4 separate regions of the Mus musculus genome follow, and all the other regions are linked to region 2. Evidence: chromatin contacts called from public capture Hi-C and promoter capture Hi-C data. All regions are on one chromosome and are shown on one strand. The core of a region is the stretch at or near the end of the contact, and the rest is flanking DNA. Distances in the headings are between cores, read along the strand shown. Region 1 holds the start of Pigp (phosphatidylinositol glycan anchor biosynthesis, class P). Region 2 holds the start of 2410003I16Rik (a long non-coding RNA gene). Region 3 holds the start of Ripply3 (ripply transcriptional repressor 3). Region 4 holds the start of Setd4 (SET domain containing 4).

Region 1 (4,314 bases), core at 402-2,901, 360 kb after region 2:
TGCTCAGTAAATTCTTCAATTAGGTTTTGGTTTATCTAACATGCTTGTAGATTCCAATCCTTAAAATCCTCTTTGAATAGTAATTTATAGAAATAAAGGGCAGCTAATGTTTATTAAGCAGCTTCTTTGCATAAATTACCCAAGTTAATACAAGAGTCAAAGGACTTCAGTAGAGTGAAGTCTGCCAGTATACCTGTTCTAATTCCAGTCCTGTTGCTATTTGGCTTTGATCAAGTTACTTAAATTCAGTATTCCCATCTTTAAACTGAGGAAGCAAGGCAGCACCTACTTCACAGGTTCACTTCATGCAAAACACAAAGCTCTCAGGCCAAACAATGATTCCACGAAAGAGCCAGTAACTGTAGCTTCTTCATCCCACTACACTACAGCTAAGCTAGTACTTTTCACTTAAGAATTGGGAAGGATACCTCCACATAGACATTCTGATTTCTATCAAGGACCAGGTTGGATTGTGGGCATTCAATTTTCTACCACTTGATTGCCTCATATCTTCCAAACTATTTGAAGAGGGACTTTGGTTCTGTTTGTTGAGTTGGTCATATTAAGTTTGTTTTTGTTCTTTGTTTTTGTTTTGTTTTGTTTTGTAAGCCTCAGTGGCCTCATCTACAAAATGGAACATTGTGGGCATTAATGCAGATCCCAGACGTTAAGGGTACATTCTTACACCTGACTTCTCTGGCCCATTATCTTCACTCTTCAGCTACAGCATGCTATCCTGGAGCTATAAGCATCTCACTTCCAAACCTTCACAGGCCTTCACTCAGAGACTCTATCCATGGTCCTTCCTGACTTATTCTGATAGAACTGCCAGGGAGTGGCCTGGAGGTAGCTAACCCCAATTTCTAAACCTTCCAAGGCTCTTCCAGGGCACTCATCATGCTCTCTGAACTGTGGGTTTACTATGCTTCTCCACATGACTATGACCTCAAGGATTGGGGCCAGGTTTTATTCACATTAGCATCAAGCCTAGTGCTAAATAAATATTGGAGAGTTCATCTAGAACTGCATACATAAACTGAGCAAACAAACGGTACCCCTTTTAGGACTCGTGAAGAGACACAGGTAGAAAGAATCAACAGTTCATGTGTGTACGTTCTAAGGACAAACACATTATTTCCTGGTTCTCAATACCATTAAGGGCCTTGGCCATCCATCATTCCAGTACTTACTGAAGCCAAATTGTGAGCTTAGGAAAAGAACAAAGCCATAAATCGCTCTTTCTGGCAATGGCGACGGTGAATTTTCCACCATCTTCCCTGTGGCTTTAGACAATCTGTGGAAAAGGAACACAATCGTCGTCAGACATCTCCCCCCGCCCCCCTTCACCAATGGTCTGTTACATAATCTCATCGCTTGCTGCGGACACAGCCACTGCGGATGTTCGCGCGCGCGCGCCACTGCAGCTGAGGGGGCGGCGGGAGCGCGCGCTGCGGGGAAAATGCGCACCTCGGACCCTCTGAGGCGAGGAAGGGGCCCGGGCTGGACAGAGGCCCCGAGTCCTGCCCTCTCATGATGGGCCCTGTCCCAGCCTTCGTGAGGCTCAGAGGAAACAGGAGGCCCGGGACCTTGAGTCCTGCGAGCACCGACGCCCACCCGTCCCCACCCTTCAGCCCCACTCAGTCCAATGCGCAGGCGCGGCTCAGCTACCCCCGCAGCGTGGGCGGAAATTAAAAAAAAAAAAAAACCTGAGGAAAAGCAGAGGCTGGCAGGCGCCCCCGCCGCTTGGCGCAGGCGCACCGCGACCGCAGCGAGGGGGCTAGCACGGTCTCACCACCCACCCCACCGAGCTGAGGGGGCGACGCGGCGACTGCGCATGCGCACCCTAAGCCACGTGACCCGCCCGCCTCAGGAGCCGCGGAGCGTTCGCTCTGCGGGTCTGGTTGACGTGGAGGGCCGGAGGCGTCGGCAGCCCGCGTCTGAGGCTCGCGGGCTGCGGGCCCGGGTGAGTGCAGACCCTGCGCGCGGCGGGGCTCACGGAAGCGTCTGCGCGTCCCGCCGCAGCCGAGATGCCCGGGCATCGGGGCGCTCCACACCTCCCTCCGTGGGTGTGTGGTGAGTGTGGGTGTGCGCGTCGCCGCGCGTCTCGCCGAGCGCCCGCGCGCTGAGGGGGTGTGGCCGCCCTTGCCCTTGTGGGTGTGTTCCCTTTGTCCAGTGACCCTCGGGCGTCCTTAACGGTAGAAGGGGGGTCTTTTGTGTGCGCGTCGCCTGGCGTGCGGGTGACATCCCGGGTCAGGTACCCGTTCCCGCGTTCCGAGCGCTCGGGGACGCGCCTCTGGGTCTGCGGCTGGCCCGCTTTGTTCCTACGCTCTCCCTTCCCTACGACGGCGTGGGCGTCCTTCTCATCCTCTGAGGATGGTGGTTCCCCTCCCACCTTTGTCACTGCCTTCCCTGTGGTGTGCGCGCCCCCTCCTCAGCACCCGCGCGCGCCCGCCCACCCGCCGCTGCGGCAGGCTGCAGTGGCAGGCGCGCGCGTGCGTCCTCGAGGGTCCCCAAAGGTGCGCTGTGTAGGGGCCCTGTGGCGTGCGCGGGGTTGGAATTGCGGTGACGCGCGTGCGCGCTGCCCCTGGTCTGTGTGTGCGCGCCTCTCCCCCCCACCCCCACCCCCGTTTCTGGGAGGACCCGGGAGGGACGCAGAGCTGCCCCCCACCCCACCTCCCCACCTGCAGCCTTTTCCTACGCCTGCGCAGGGCTGCTGCTCCGCAGTGCTGGCGACGTCACTGAGGCCTGGGCTGCCATCTCCTATTGGGGAGGGGACAGACTAGGGGGGTGGGGGGACAAAGGACCAAAATGAAGCCGAGGGTGTGTCGGTACCACTGCACGGTACCTTTCTCAGAAGCTTGTAGTTTCCAGACGTCCTTCAGTTTGCAAATTCTTTCCACCGTTTGTGCTTGTGCCTCTCACCAGGCGATGGCTAACACTGGGTATTGCAGGGTGTTTATAGCAGCCTTTTAAAGCTCTGGACTCTGGCGAGGGATCAAGGGAACAGGGTTGAAATCATACAGGTTTTACTGCTCTCTCCGGGGCAGTTTTCTCACAACCACAGCTCTAGTTAGAACACGTTCTTTCAAGAAATGTGTATTTTATTTTAAGAAAAATGGGTTTGTTATACGGTAAAACTCTCCTAGGGATTCAATTGCCACTACTGTGCTTGTCAGGGGTTTGTGCTTTGCGCTCAAGGGCTGCGGATTGTCTTTCTCTCCTGCTCGGTTTTCTTATTGTTGCTTAATTTTCCTTTTTTCTCTTTTAATTTCTGGAATACTTAGAGATTAAACACAGGTAGATCTAACCAAATCAGGCCATTTTGTTTGTTATATATTTATTTTTTTGCCAAATTTACTTCAGATTCTCCAAAACAAACAAAAACAAAAACAAACAAAAAAAAGCTTAAACATTTTTGGAGATGCTGAGAGTTTGAGCCCCTCCTTACCTAGAGATAGCCACTGTGTTCAGGTTTGTGTGTATCATTTCCATGCATAACTTATAATTTGGTAATGGTGAATATATAAACAATACATAGTATTTGTTTTTAACCAAAGTGATATAAAATTGTGACTTTTTGCAACTTGCTTTTTCACTCAGCATCACGTTTTGAGATTTATATATGAATAAATCGAATAATTGTACTTTCTTTGAATTATTATAAATGTTGGTATAGCACTGCATTGTACTCATTTTGATGGACTTTGGAATTGTTTATAGTCTTTACTCTTTAAAACGGTCCTGCAATAAATATCTCTGTACCTGTTTGCTGTGCACACTTTTGGAGTTTCTCTAGGACATACCCTTAAGCATAATTTTGCTGGGTAGTAGAATATATACATCTTCCACTTAACCAGATATGATAGAAACGTTCAAAGTGGTTGTACCAGTTTTAATGGTCACTGATATGGAGAACACCCATTTCCTCACATGCTTGCTAACAAACTTTTTTTTCCTCTTTTTACTGACCATCTTATTTATGACTTTAGCTTTCTGCTAAATTTGCTTAAAAGACTGCCTTTTGTCTAGCCATGTGACAGCAAATGGGTTAAACTCTCACAGCTGGTTGGTTCGGTCTTTAATGATTTTGGTCCTCATAACATTCATTGAAATGAACAGTTATGTTATCTAATGTTGCTTTGGCTGATGTAAAGATAAGATTTCATGGTATGTTATATGTACCTCCCACACAGCAAGTGAACTGATAGAATTAAAAACACTTTAAAGGTATGATGTTTTTCTTTAAATCCTTTCCTCTTTGATGTAGTACTTGATATATTCAGAATACATGTAACTTATTTATTGACAAACTGT
Region 2 (3,839 bases), core at 1,302-3,801:
TCGGATGAGTGTCTGTGCAACTCATCAGTGGACATTACGGTGAGACATCAGTGGAGAGTCTCAGTCACATCAGGTTTTCTGTTTTCTGGACCCAATCTGGCCAGCAATGGCCATGAAAGCCAAGCCAATATAACCCAAATCAATCCTTCTATCTCCATGTCTTTCTCTGGTCTTCCCTTGAGCTCGGCTGGATACACTAATGGCTGCAGGTTCTAGGTACCCATAATCACTTACTAAAGCAAGTCAGAGAATTAATCACCAGCCTGATCTGCTTCACCGAGACATGGGTTCTCCTCCCTTCCCTCCTTCTGTGTCTTTCCTCTCTCACCTTCCTCCATCCCACCGCCCCACCTACAATTTGGACTGTCCGTGATGGGGAGAGAGACACAAATACCCAACCAACGTCAGAGACGGTACTCACAGTGTTGACGCGTCCCCCTCCGGGTCCAGAACTATATCCAGGTGCCTGTCTGGAACTCCACTTGAACATCTTATGGGGTTTCTTGCTCAGGTGCCCCTGGCTCCTGCTTCTGCCTGGCAGGTTGTATGAACCACAGGGCAAGTTTCCCCAGGTCACCTTTCCCACCAATCAGATCCACCTGACTTTCCTCTCCTTCCCAAGGCTGCTAGAAACTTTGCTGGTGCCCAAGATGCTCGGGCTTCCCACAGCCCCGGCCTGAGGCGCACCTAGTTTCAGCTATCAACGCTGCCCTTTCAGAACATGCCATTCCGACTCTGTCCTTTTTAAAAAGGGGCCAGTGTCTCGCTCAGCCGGCTCATAAAGTCTCTGTTCTCCTAACAAAAGGCCAATCGAGTCCTGAGAGCCTTTCCCTGACGTCTCTGCAGCTCAAATGACCTGTTTTCTTAGGCCTCATTGTTGCCCGTCACCGCTGGTGACACTTGGTGTCCAAATTCAGAAGAAAGCTCAGATTGAGAACAGTACTAAGAAATGGGAAAATAGCCAGAGGAAAGTCAAGGCAGTGAGGCGGTTCCGGGAAGAAATACAGTTGGTGGAAGGGGTGGCATCGATCGATGGATCGATGATTGTATTAGAGAAGGATGAGATCAGAAGTGGCCAGAGAGGCAGCTCTGTCCAGGTGGCAAGAAGAAACGCACACACAAGAAGTGTCTCCTTAGGTGAGTGGGGAAGACACAGCAAGGCTGAGAGGGAAAGACAGAGAGACTGAAAGTAAAGATTAACTTGTAAATGACTTTATTGCCAGGGGAATTGTCCCCCATCACCTGGTCACTGCCCAGGTCACCTCCATGGTGTGTTCATCTCCACTGAAGCCTGGGGTCTAGATAGGTCTTGTCCAGCAGAAGACAAGACTCACATTAGTCCACACTTGCTTAAGGCTGGGCATGCACACTGCTTCCCGTTTCTTCAGCCACTCGGTCTACCTACTACCCAAGCTTATCAATACCACATGCACAAGACACTTTGGTATAAGAGACTCCACCCTGGCACCAGGGAAAGGCAGGCAGATTGTGAAGCTAAGCAGCCTGCAGGCACACGGGCCAGCTGGGTCCCAGCTCTGTTCCCCATTATGAATGACCTTGCATATGTGTCTTGTGCCTGTTTTGATCTTTAAAGTGAGCTTAGAAATACTGACAGACAAGGACCTGGAGAGTGCTTCGTGGGTAAACTGTCGTGCAAGCATAAAGAAAAAGCTGAGCATGGCTATGCATGCCTGTCACCCCCGGGTGGGTGGGTGCAGGGAGACAAATTCCGGAGCTCGACCAACCGGCAGCCAAGCTGGCTCAGTGAGAGACCCTCTCTCAAAAAGTAAGGTGGCTAGCAACTGAGGGGGACACTTGATATTGATCTCCACAGACAGCGCACAGGTGCACAGGCTAGCTGAGGAGCACAGACTAACTCATACATGCACATATACTAATTAAAGTCCCTCAGAGAGTCAATAGTGTGGTTCGACTTCAAGACCATTCCCTAAACAGAGTACCCCCTTGGCAGTGGGTTTTTTTTTTTTTTCCTGTCTATTTAGGTCTCCAGCTAACGAAATGAGGCCACCTACATCATGGGCATAATGCCCTCTGCTGTCTACTGTATCGATTTAACTGTGCTGGCTAGTTTTTATGTCAACTCAACACAAGCTAGAGTCACCTGAAAGGAGGGAGCCTTGATTAAGAAAGTGCCTCGGTAAGATTCAGCTACAGGGGATATCTTGATTAGTGATTGATGGGGGAGGGCCCAGCCCATTGTGGGCGGGGCCATCTCTGGGCTGATGGTCCTGGTTCTATAAGAAAGCAGGCTGAGCAAACCATGGCGAGCAAGCCAGTAAGCAGCACCCTTCCACGGCCTCTGCATTAACCCCTGCCTCCAGGTTTCTGCCTGCCCTGAGACAGAAACAAACATTCTCACAGAAACATCCAGGATAACTTTTGGACTCATATCTGGATCATGCCCAACCAAGTTGACACACAGAATGAACTGTCCCCAAGGCATGTTTGCCCATGTGACCCCAATAACGAGCTCTATGCTTGTTTGTCTTTAGGGACCGTGTGTTTAAGGAAACAATTTCTTTACTGAATGGTGCTTCATTTGGTAGACCATTCTTTGGGACTGTTGTTCCTCCCAACACCCTCTGGGAACTATGTGCAACGGCAAACAGCTGAGAAGACAAGGAGGCCCAGGCTAGGTGGCCAGGCAGGTGCCTGATGCTGCTGAGATGACAAGGAGGCCCAGGCTAGGTGGCCAGGCAGGTGCCTGATGCTGCTGAAAAGACAAGGACTCTTCCCCACCCCACCTCACCCATGTTAGGTGGCCAGGCAGGTGCCTGACACTGCTGTCCTCTGGGGAGGTGTAAAATTTCCATTAGAAAAATGCAAGGAGGCTGGCCCTGGTGGCACAAACCTTAAATCCCAGCACTCAGGATGGAGAGACCGGCAGATCTCGGAGTTTCAGGCTAGTTAGAACTACGCAGTAAGACCCCGTCTCAAAAACAAACAAACGAGCAAGAAGACGAAAAAGGAGGAGGAAGAGAACTAAGGTGAGGAGGAGAAGAAGAAAGGAAAAAGGAACGCACCAGGCAAACGGGAAGAGGGTGAGCCGGTGCAGCAGGCCCTCGAGGACTGACCACGGTGTGAGATGGATAGCAGGCAGGGTGATGGATGAAGACACCAGCCTGTAGCTAGCTTGAAGAAGGGGCAGACATATATCTGAGCTATAAATCTCAGAAGGAGAAGCAGAGATTAGGAGCGAGAAACAGGGGCTGAGCTGTGCTTTCTGAGTGAACACACTGAAGAAGGGGGAGATTTGCACCACTGCAGCAGACTTTTTTTTTTTTTTTTTTTTGTCTTTTACTCTGAAGTGCCAAGAACTGGAAGAGGAAGTATGTTGCTGCGCTGCAGAGTTGCCGTGGCAATGGGTCAGCAGCAGAAAGAAACAGGTTGGGAGAAAGGCTCCATTTCTGCGCGGGGGTAGGGGGGGTAGGGGACAAGGGGGGGCTAGAGGGGGCAGGAGACAGGATGAGGAACAGATGGGGAAAGCAGTCACTGAAGTCACAGAGGCAGCAGGAGAGTGAAGTAAAAACCAGGCTGGATCGTGGGGGAGGGACATGAGGGGGGGGGTGATGTCGGGGCGGGGGGTGCAGAAATTACACCCAAAGTCAAATGTGGTCCTCAGTTTCTGCTCGCCTCCCCCTTCCCTACCTATGCGTTTCAAGGCATCCTAGTGTGTTTTGTGAGGTTTCTTATTGCTAATCCGACATTCACCACTTTGTCTTTGACCCAGGTTCTGCCCTCAACAGACCATCTGTTAGGAAGGGACCTTAAATCTCCAAGAAAGGAAGTCTCTAGAGATAGGACATTCCATTCTGTTG
Region 3 (4,217 bases), core at 106-2,605, 320 kb after region 2:
CATGGTGGGCAGACCTGCATGCAGGTAAAACACACATAAGATAAAATGATCTAAAAATAACCTTTTATCTAATTTTCCATAGTGTTCAGGACTCCGTAGAGTTCCTGGATTTCAGACACAGGACTAGGAGAGAAAAGAGACCTGCACAAATTTATTTATTTATTTATTTAAGTTTCTGAGACAGGGTTTCTCTGTGCATCCTTAGACTGTCCTGGAACTCACTCTGTAGACCAGGCTGGCCTTGAACTCACAGAGATCCCCTTGCCTCTGCCTCCTGAGTGATGGCTCAACATGAGTGTGTTTTTATCAGCTATATAACATACCCCCATCCTTTACATACTATTGGGAACACTTGGCTGTCACTAGATACCTTTTCATTCTTTGGGCTCACAGATACACGTTATCAAAGTTCTTTAAAAGGCACCCACATCTAGGTGTTTTTTTATTAAAACAACAAGAAACCACTGACACCTTAACTGTGTTCGTGAGTTCACATTGTTTGCTCACTCCCAGCTTCCTGCTTTATATTCAGGGCTTTTAATACTGTAAATAAAATTTGTAAATACTCCCTCTTTCCTATTTGCCCTTAATTGGTGTTAAATATTCCCCAGATCTTAAATAAACCATTCGAAAACATTTTATTCCCCACCCCTCTCGGTTTTTAAAACCCGAGTCACTTAATTTAAATGACACAGACCAAGCTACAGTGTTCACATGCAGTCACCTGGCACTGGAGAACAGGTTATTGGGCAAAGGGGTACCCGGGGTCCTGACTGGTGACCCCTAACAGGAAGCACCCCTCCCCCATCTTAAGGCTTTCGTCGGTGCGGAGGTTGCGCCTAAACCCTCGCCTGGCTTCGTAAACCCAGCTGTCACCCACTCGTGGAGCTGTCCTGACCCTCGGTGTAGCGAGGACTCTGTGCCCCACACTCACCACCTCTCACAGTGCTGAAAGGGAAACTCTGGGAGAACTGGGGTGCGGGGTGGGGCTTCATGCTTTTAGGGATCAGAGCCCCGAGGGCAGCGGCCCCAGGAGTTGCTCAGCAGTGGGGAAAATTGTTCCCCGGGACGCGCAGCCGCCACCCGTCATCTCGGAGGCCCTGTAGGCCGTCTGTCCCGCCCTGCGCTTCCCGCTCCGCCAGTGACCCTCCTGGTTTTCTTTTGTCCTTTCTCCACTCTGGACACACACCCCTCCCCGCCGTCCCGACCCTGCTCTCTTCCTTGAGCCTTTCTGGTCTCCACCCTCTGCTTCCTCCGTCCCTTCCCGAGGTCCCTTGCCCTCCCCCTCCCCACGGGGCGCAGTTTCCCCGAGTCCCCTCCCCGCCCCGCCCCAGTTTTTAAACCTGGCGCCGAGTGAGCGGGTAGGTGAGCGCGTTCAGCCAGGGGGACCAGGCGCCGTCGGGCTGAGAGATTCGCGCGACACCCGCACCATGAGACCGGAGGCGGCCGGAGTCCGGGAGGCGCGGGGACGCCTCTGCCACTGTCCGGGGGATGATCCCGGGAGGCTACCGCTGCCACGCGGGCCCGAAAGGTGAGGGTGTCCTGTGGCCCCGGTGGAGGTGCACCCAGACACTGAGCTCCTTAACCTGAGATCGACTACTGCAAACTCCTGTCTGAAGTGCAGGGACCCCGCGGATATCTGGCAAGGAAATGGGCAACACTTGCGTGTATTGAGGATCTGAAATTGATCCAGCTGGAAAATACTGAAGGCTGGGGGCCCCATAAGAAATTTATAAAAGGATCCTGCGGTCTATCACAAAGTGACAGTCTCCTGCCCTACGCTGGGGATCGGTGTTTGCCCATCCAGGGACATCGCTATCTTTAAAGCTGTGAAGTTTAAGGAAATCAGATTAGCTGGGTAGGTAGGAAGCGGAGCAGTTTGGCGATGCAGAAACGCCTTTGGCATAGTAGTCTAAGGAGTCTCCAGCAGCAGAGGTGGTGTACTTGAAACCAACCATCTGTATTAGAAAAATTTGAGGTATCAATGAGAGATTTGCTAGGAGAAAAAATAATCTCCACTCACACGCGCCCTAATAATAGGTTAGATTTGGGGCTTCCCATCTCAGAGTGTACTAGGAAGCAGAGCCCGGAGAATTCTTCAGGAGGCAGGAACAGGTAAAGTACTGACTGGCCCATCGGCAGACAGACCTTAAGGGATCATGGTGTGTGCAGGGACTCTTTGTCAAACAGACACTATGGTATCAACCTCATAGTAACCTTTGGGGGGGCGGGGCGGCAGAAACGCCAGGAGTTCAGTCTCTCCTGGTGCTTGTTTCCAGTTCCATTCCAGCCCCGTGGAGACCGTGGATGTCGCCTCCCCCCGGAGATGCTGAACTGACCAGAACTGAACGTCCGGTAAGCTAAATGTGACTGTTGTAGGCAATAGTCAATCCAGAAAGCGGCACCACGTCTATAATAACTTTGAAAACAAAACCAAAACCCGGGGGAAGGACTCCTCTCTCGTGCTTAGCTTGGCCTAACCCACAAGTAAGTTCCTGAAGGTCTGGTGGGTAGAGCCCAGAGTGAACGGAGGTGCTAATGGGCCCACTGGGCTCGCGATTGCTCCTCCGTCCTTGAAAAGCAAACAGCTGAGGACATGGGCTTTGCATGGTAATTACATGCAGCGGTGGGAGAGGAGGGTTCTTCTATAAACCAGAGCATGGGGGAGGGAGGGGCAAAGCCCAGCCCCCTTAGAGAAAAGCTGATTATGTACCACACTGCAAAGCAGGCAGACCTCCATCCACCTCAGGTGCCCAGACAGTGCAGTTAAAAGCTCCCACCCTTGTCTGGCCCTGTCTGCAAGAACTCTTGCAGGATCTTCTGTTCTCTGTGCAAATACACTCAAGCACCGGGCTTTGTCAGCAAAGATTAATTGCCACAGCTATCCCTTTATCTTTGCCTTGCCGGTTAATTGCTTTTGACTTATTAAGCGAATGTTTTGCTTACATTTGCTATATTCTCAAATATAAATGGACCTTTAAAACAGTGGAGGTAGCTTAGGAAGGGCCATGCATCTCACTTACACAACACCTGTGGGATACAGCTTAATGTACAGATAGATGTGATATGAAAAGTTAACTGTGGGAAATTACTCCTCTATTATTCTTTTACATTTAAGTTATTTTCTTTGAATACTGAGTGCTTTAATTCAGTTAGCATTTATAGAAGCTTAAAGAACGGAGCAAACAGGAGGGCAGCTAGAGTCTGCTACATGGTTTTGTTTCAGTCCTGATAATCCCTGCTCCAAATTTCTAAGTGACTGAAGAGAACTCTTTCTATCTCATTCCACTCAGACTTAAAGTCCTTAGAGTCCTTAAAGGTAAGATTTAAAAGAACTCACTAACTACTAAATTTTCCTTTAAGTGAACCGTGAGTATGGAGGTCACTCAGTTGTGTGGGAGACTAGAGTACTACGGCACACACAGGGCCTGAGGCAGGCAGCTTCTGGTTCCACTGTGAGGAGAAAGCCCCTTGTGATTATCTTAAAGCACAGCCCCTTTCCAGTTGACTGCACTTCACAGAAGGCAGTTAAGGCCTGGATTTGGGCAGATGGGGGAGCCTGGGGTTCTGTAGGGACTGTAGAACTGGCTGCCTTCCCACACGCCTGTCAGGGCGAGATCTTGGGATCCACCCCTGGGTCTTTCCTTGTCACTAGGCTCTGGATTTACCAGGGAGCTAAACTCCCAGCTCTATGCAGAAAGCTCTTCATAGATGTCCCACACAGGTTCTCTGCAGGCCTTAGTAAATCCGGCTCCTCCTAGCGGGCTGGGAGCTTAGGCCACACAGCTTCTAGCTGATGACATTGGCAAAGCCGGAGAATTCCTCATCCCTAGTCTTCATGACACTTTGTAGAGGAGTCTGTGAGGGACTGGGGCTTGGTGACCCATACCAGGACTTCCAGCAAGCAGATTGAAATTGGAATAAGATACAAATCTGAGAAAAGCCCCAAGGCCTTGTTCCTTGAGCAGAGGAATAACTATACCCACTCGATGCCTAGACAGCTGTATCCTCCCCTGGGTGGGGGGGGGAATAGACAAAACAAAACAAAACAATTTTTTTTGAGACAGGGTTTCTCTGTGTAGTCATGGTTGTCCTGGAACTCACTCTGTAGACCAGGCTGGCCTTGAACTCACAAAATCTGCCTGTATTTGCAGGGCCTAACCGTGTGTGCCACCATGACTTGGCTGATAGACCAAATTAAAAGGAGAAAGAAAGTA
Region 4 (4,025 bases), core at 570-3,069, 410 kb before region 2:
TAGTCAGTGTTTGTAAATGCTAAGCCATCTCTCCAGCCCCATGTTTTCATTCTTTAAGGAAAAAAAAAATCCTTTTCTTAAAAGCTTTGAACACCAAACCATTTTATCTAGTGCTCAATTGGGATCCCTGAAGTAACAAGTTCCACTTATGAGGGGAAGCCTCTAAAACAGTAGTTCTCAACCTGTGATTCACAACCCCTTTGGGGTCGTCTATTAGATATGCTTCATATTGGACATGTACACTATGATTCATAATGTAGCAAAAATACAGTTATGAAATAGCGGCAAAATTATTTTATGGCTGGGGTCACTATATCATCAGGAATTGTATTTAAGGATAGCAGCATCAGGAAGGTTGAGAACCACTGCTTTAAAAGGAGCAAACAAAACCATCAGGAGGCCCTACCGACTAAAATCTCACAGCTGATTTTCTAAACATATCCTCTGGTGACTTTCACAGCTCAATGCTAGTGAACATTTAGTATAGTGCTACGTAACTGTGCTGAAGAACACACAGGGACTGGAGACACAGCTCAGTGCACAGAAGAAAACGAAGGCAAAACATCTATGCACATAAAATAATAACTAATACAAAAAATACCCGGTCATTATGAAGCACCCATCAGTTCAAAAGTCTTAGAAAAAATAAATAAGCCCCACTCGGTGTAAAGTGGATTTTTAGCTCTAAAGGTCAGAATGATTAAAATGGGCATTCGCAGTAGACTAAAGAGAGCACAAGGCAGAGAGACCGGAAGACATAAAATGACTCCATTCCACATTAGCCTCTCAGAGGCCAAAAAGGAAAGATCCAGGAACAGACAAGAGTGTAGACCAACTGTAGAAACTAACAACAGAAACACAGGCAAGCGTCCTTGGAAGATACATGCTAACATTTAAAACCATACAAGAAATACTGAGTAACACTAAAGTTGAAGAAAATTCTAGTTTAAAAGATAGGGGCGGGGAGTGGGCAGCTGGAGAGATAGCTCCGGGGTTAAGAGCGCAAGGGGCTCCTGCAGATCAGGGTTCAGTTCCTAGCACCCGTATGTGTAACTCCACTGCCTGGGGATCCAATGTCCTCTTCTAGCCTCTCTATACACTGCAAGCGTGTGGTGCGTAGACATACCTGTAGGCAACTTACCTTTATACATAAGATAAACCCCTTTGGGTCCTGCCTCTGGGTAAAAAGAATGCCAGGACTCTGTAACAAAACGCCCTAGAGAACATTATATGAAAGCATTCTTTTTTTTTTTTTTTTTTTTTTTTGGTTTTTCGAGACAGGGTTTCTCTGTGTAGCCCTGGCTGTCCTGGAACTCACTCTGTAGACCAGGCTGGCCTTGAACTCAGAAATCTGCCTGCCTCTGCCTCCCAAGTGCTGGGATTAAAGGCGTGCGCCACCACGTCCAGCATTCTTAACAGCCTTTACTACTTCCATCCTACCCTGTACCGTACTAAAGTGACATCCATCTAACATGTGCCAAACCAGTGGAAATGATTTTAAAATCTACTCTAAAAATAAAGGAGGGCAGGAAAGGACCGCCCACCAAGCCGCCCAGGTAGTTTAATCTACCTCGGCAGCAAGACTTGCTTTACGAGTCAGTCTGGAGCCAGGCACCAGGTCCGTCCTGGAGCCCACGTGTGGTGCACAAGGACGCGCAGTTCCACCGCAGCCCTGCCCCCTGCTTGCCACCGGGGCCTCAGTGATGGCCACACGCCACAGCGCCGTCCTGGCTCGCAGTCCTGGACGGACCGGACATCAATCAATCCATGCCACCCGCACCAGCGAACCAACCCAGGCCCGCTGGCCGCACACCACGCCTGCGCAGTAGTCGCTCTGGTCCTGACTTCCGTTCCGGGAGAGGTTCCACACGCGCAGAGGAAATTGGGGTCTGGAGCTACACAGAACTCAAAAAAGCCAACGGAACCCCGCTCCCGTTGCCCAGGCAACGCCAGGCCCACCGGAAGTGCTCCTGCTTACCTTAGAAACCGCGGCGAAGCCGGGGTACGGACGCAGACCGCTCCACCAGCTACGGAGAAAGCGGCTGCGGTGCGGCGAGCCTACGCCTCTGGCACGCGCATGCGCAACTCCCAGGCCTCCACAGCTACGCCATAACGCGATGAGCATAGCTGCTGACCCATGCTCCAAATAGCCAACGGGAAGTCTTTCCTCACCGTGTCCTTTCTTCCTCCGACTTCCTGCCCCCTCCACCAGACTGGCTTACCTGATCCCCACCTTGCCCTGCCCTCCAGCTGCCAGGACCCAGGCGGTCCATTCTCCCAGACAGCCTGTCCCCCGCCTTTCCTCTTATCCACTATGAAGGCATTTCTGTCTTGTCCCAAGACTGTTACTGGAACTGTTAGGGTCAGAGTAAAAGTACGAATTAGGATTATGGGAAGAAATAAAAAGAGAGAGAGAGAGAGAATTTAGACGTCCTCAAACAGCGAGGAGCAAGCTTTACTCAAAGAAGTGGGTTTTCTAGTTCTAGCTCTGCATGTCGCGATCCAAGCACGGGACTTTGTCACATAAAGACCAGAGGTCAGGAAAAGGCACATTTCATGCTTTAAGCTGGAGTTTTTGTAGCTAAGGATGTGGAAGGGAGAAAGGGACAGAATGAGAAAGCTGGGTTCTGACACTACAGCGCCTGTTGTACGTTTTTGCAACCACTGCCACTGGGATAGATATCTGATGTGTTAGAATGTCAGGTCGCGTCTTAACAGCATACTAGGCCAAAACAGTTCCACGTGGAAGAGGTTTTATTGAGAGAGAGGGACGAGGTGGCGGCGGAAAGAGAAAAGAGGGAGTGACAGAGGGGGCGTTCTCCTTATTTATATGGAAAATGACGTAATGAAGGTAAAGGTGGGAGGTGAGCCAAGTGGATGCTGGGAATATGCTGCAGGTCGCGCTGTCGCCTATGTGATGTCATAGGTTTGGGAGGTCCTGATGCTAACAATATCAGCTACTTTTTATTTCTGCAATCTCTGAATCGCTACGTTTGAATTCAATTTCAGGGTCTTGATTGGGAGGGGGGGTCGCGGGGGGGGGGTGCGGTGTTTGTTCCAGATCCTTTATATGCAAAGGATAGGGGCGACTGTTTCTGTCTACCTAGTTCCTGCTGGCAGGGAGCATCATTTTCTAGGGGTTTGATCTGGCATGACTCTAAAAGAAGTACTGTTTTGGCTTTGATTTGTATGAATAACTGAGTAATGTCAGTGAAACGATCCAAGAGAAACTTCTGTTAAAAAAACAAACAAACAAAAAAGTTAGGGCTCGGTATGATGGCACATGCCTTTAACCCCAGCACTCTGGAGGCAGAGGCAGGTGGATCTATGCTAGCCTGCTCTACCTAGCAAATCCCAAGACAGTGAGGGCTCCACAGAGAAACCCTGTCTCCAGAGAAGATGAAGGGGGGAAAAAGGTTAAAAGGCCAAAAGGTCAGGATAAGGAGGATACAGAGGAAAGTCAGGAGAATGGGGAGGAGCCAGGATGCAAGAAGGACACTGGATTTTCAGTATCTGGTCCCTAAGCCTCTGGGCCTCATACAAGCCACCTTTGATTGGTTGCTGTAAAGACAGCATTGTCCCTTGAGGAGAGTGTACATCACTCCGTGGGATGCACTGAGGAGGTCAGTCCCCACCATGGTGGCAAAGAGCCAAGTTCATCTTGAATGGCTTTGATCTGTCTTGAAACATCTTTAACAGATTGAGGCAGTTTCTAATGCAAGGCGCAAATAATAAATCAAGAGTGATCAGGAGGACCCTAGCTTGTCTCCCAAAACCTCCCCCACCCCCTAATTGTCATTCATTATGCTCTTCTGCAACTTTGTTTATTAAGACAGCAGGATCTGCACTGCCCTCAAGGTTCCTTATACACCACGAACTACCCCTGCGTGGCTTTTGTACTGAAATAATTCAATGAACATCTGTCTCACTCCAGCAACAGAAGAAAGTCCCTGGGGGTATGGAGATTGCAGACCAAATAGTCACTGATATATAAAAGAGCAAACCATAAACAGCTAAATTATCCT

Evidence for each region. Promoter capture Hi-C pulls out the DNA fragments that hold promoters and counts their contacts. Capture Hi-C pulls out chosen DNA fragments and counts their contacts.
Region 1: a promoter capture Hi-C map of liver shows a contact between it and region 2. The contact joins the promoter of Pigp here to the promoter of 2410003I16Rik in region 2. A contact is called at or near these places in 1 of 39 promoter capture datasets (embryonic stem cells), 1 of 484 Hi-C or Micro-C datasets (embryonic stem cells) and 2 of 9 other capture datasets (liver and macrophages).
Region 3: a capture Hi-C map of embryonic stem cells shows a contact between it and region 2, with 5 times the contacts expected there. The contact joins the promoter of Ripply3 here to the promoter of 2410003I16Rik in region 2. A contact is called at or near these places in 10 of 39 promoter capture datasets (the C10 cell line, the HPC-7 cell line, cranial neural crest and 6 more), 1 of 484 Hi-C or Micro-C datasets (bone marrow-derived macrophages), 7 of 115 datasets of contacts at active chromatin or transcription factors (embryonic stem cells, epiblast stem cells and stem cell-derived neural progenitor cells) and 3 of 9 other capture datasets (adipose tissue, embryonic stem cells and liver).
Region 4: a promoter capture Hi-C map of pre-B cells shows a contact between it and region 2. The contact joins the promoter of Setd4 here to the promoter of 2410003I16Rik in region 2. A contact is called at or near these places in 2 of 39 promoter capture datasets (hippocampal neurons and pre-B cells) and 1 of 9 other capture datasets (adipose tissue).

What each region holds. Positions count from the first base shown.
Region 1 is chr16:94,368,899-94,373,212 of GRCm38.p6, forward strand. It overlaps Pigp (phosphatidylinositol glycan anchor biosynthesis, class P), which reads right to left and starts at 1,652. Exons shown (of 5, transcript NM_001159618.1): 1 at 1,468-1,652; 2 at 1,191-1,294. The coding sequence starts at 1,532. Ttc3 (tetratricopeptide repeat domain 3) reads left to right here and starts at 1,841. Exons shown (of 46, transcript NM_009441.2): 1 at 1,841-1,963.
Region 2 is chr16:94,008,104-94,011,942 of GRCm38.p6, forward strand. It overlaps 2410003I16Rik (a long non-coding RNA gene), which reads left to right and starts at 2,552. Exons shown (of 4, transcript XR_003951876.1): 1 at 2,552-3,008; 2 at 3,330-3,407; 3 at 3,752-3,839. It also overlaps a transcript of Cldn14 not described here.
Region 3 is chr16:94,327,067-94,331,283 of GRCm38.p6, forward strand. Ripply3 (ripply transcriptional repressor 3) reads left to right here and starts at 1,356. Exons shown (of 4, transcript NM_133229.2): 1 at 1,356-1,531; 2 at 2,280-2,355. The coding sequence starts at 1,431.
Region 4 is chr16:93,601,996-93,606,020 of GRCm38.p6, forward strand. It overlaps Setd4 (SET domain containing 4), which reads right to left and starts at 1,820. Exons shown (of 12, transcript NM_145482.3): 1 at 1,571-1,820; 2 at 1,142-1,216.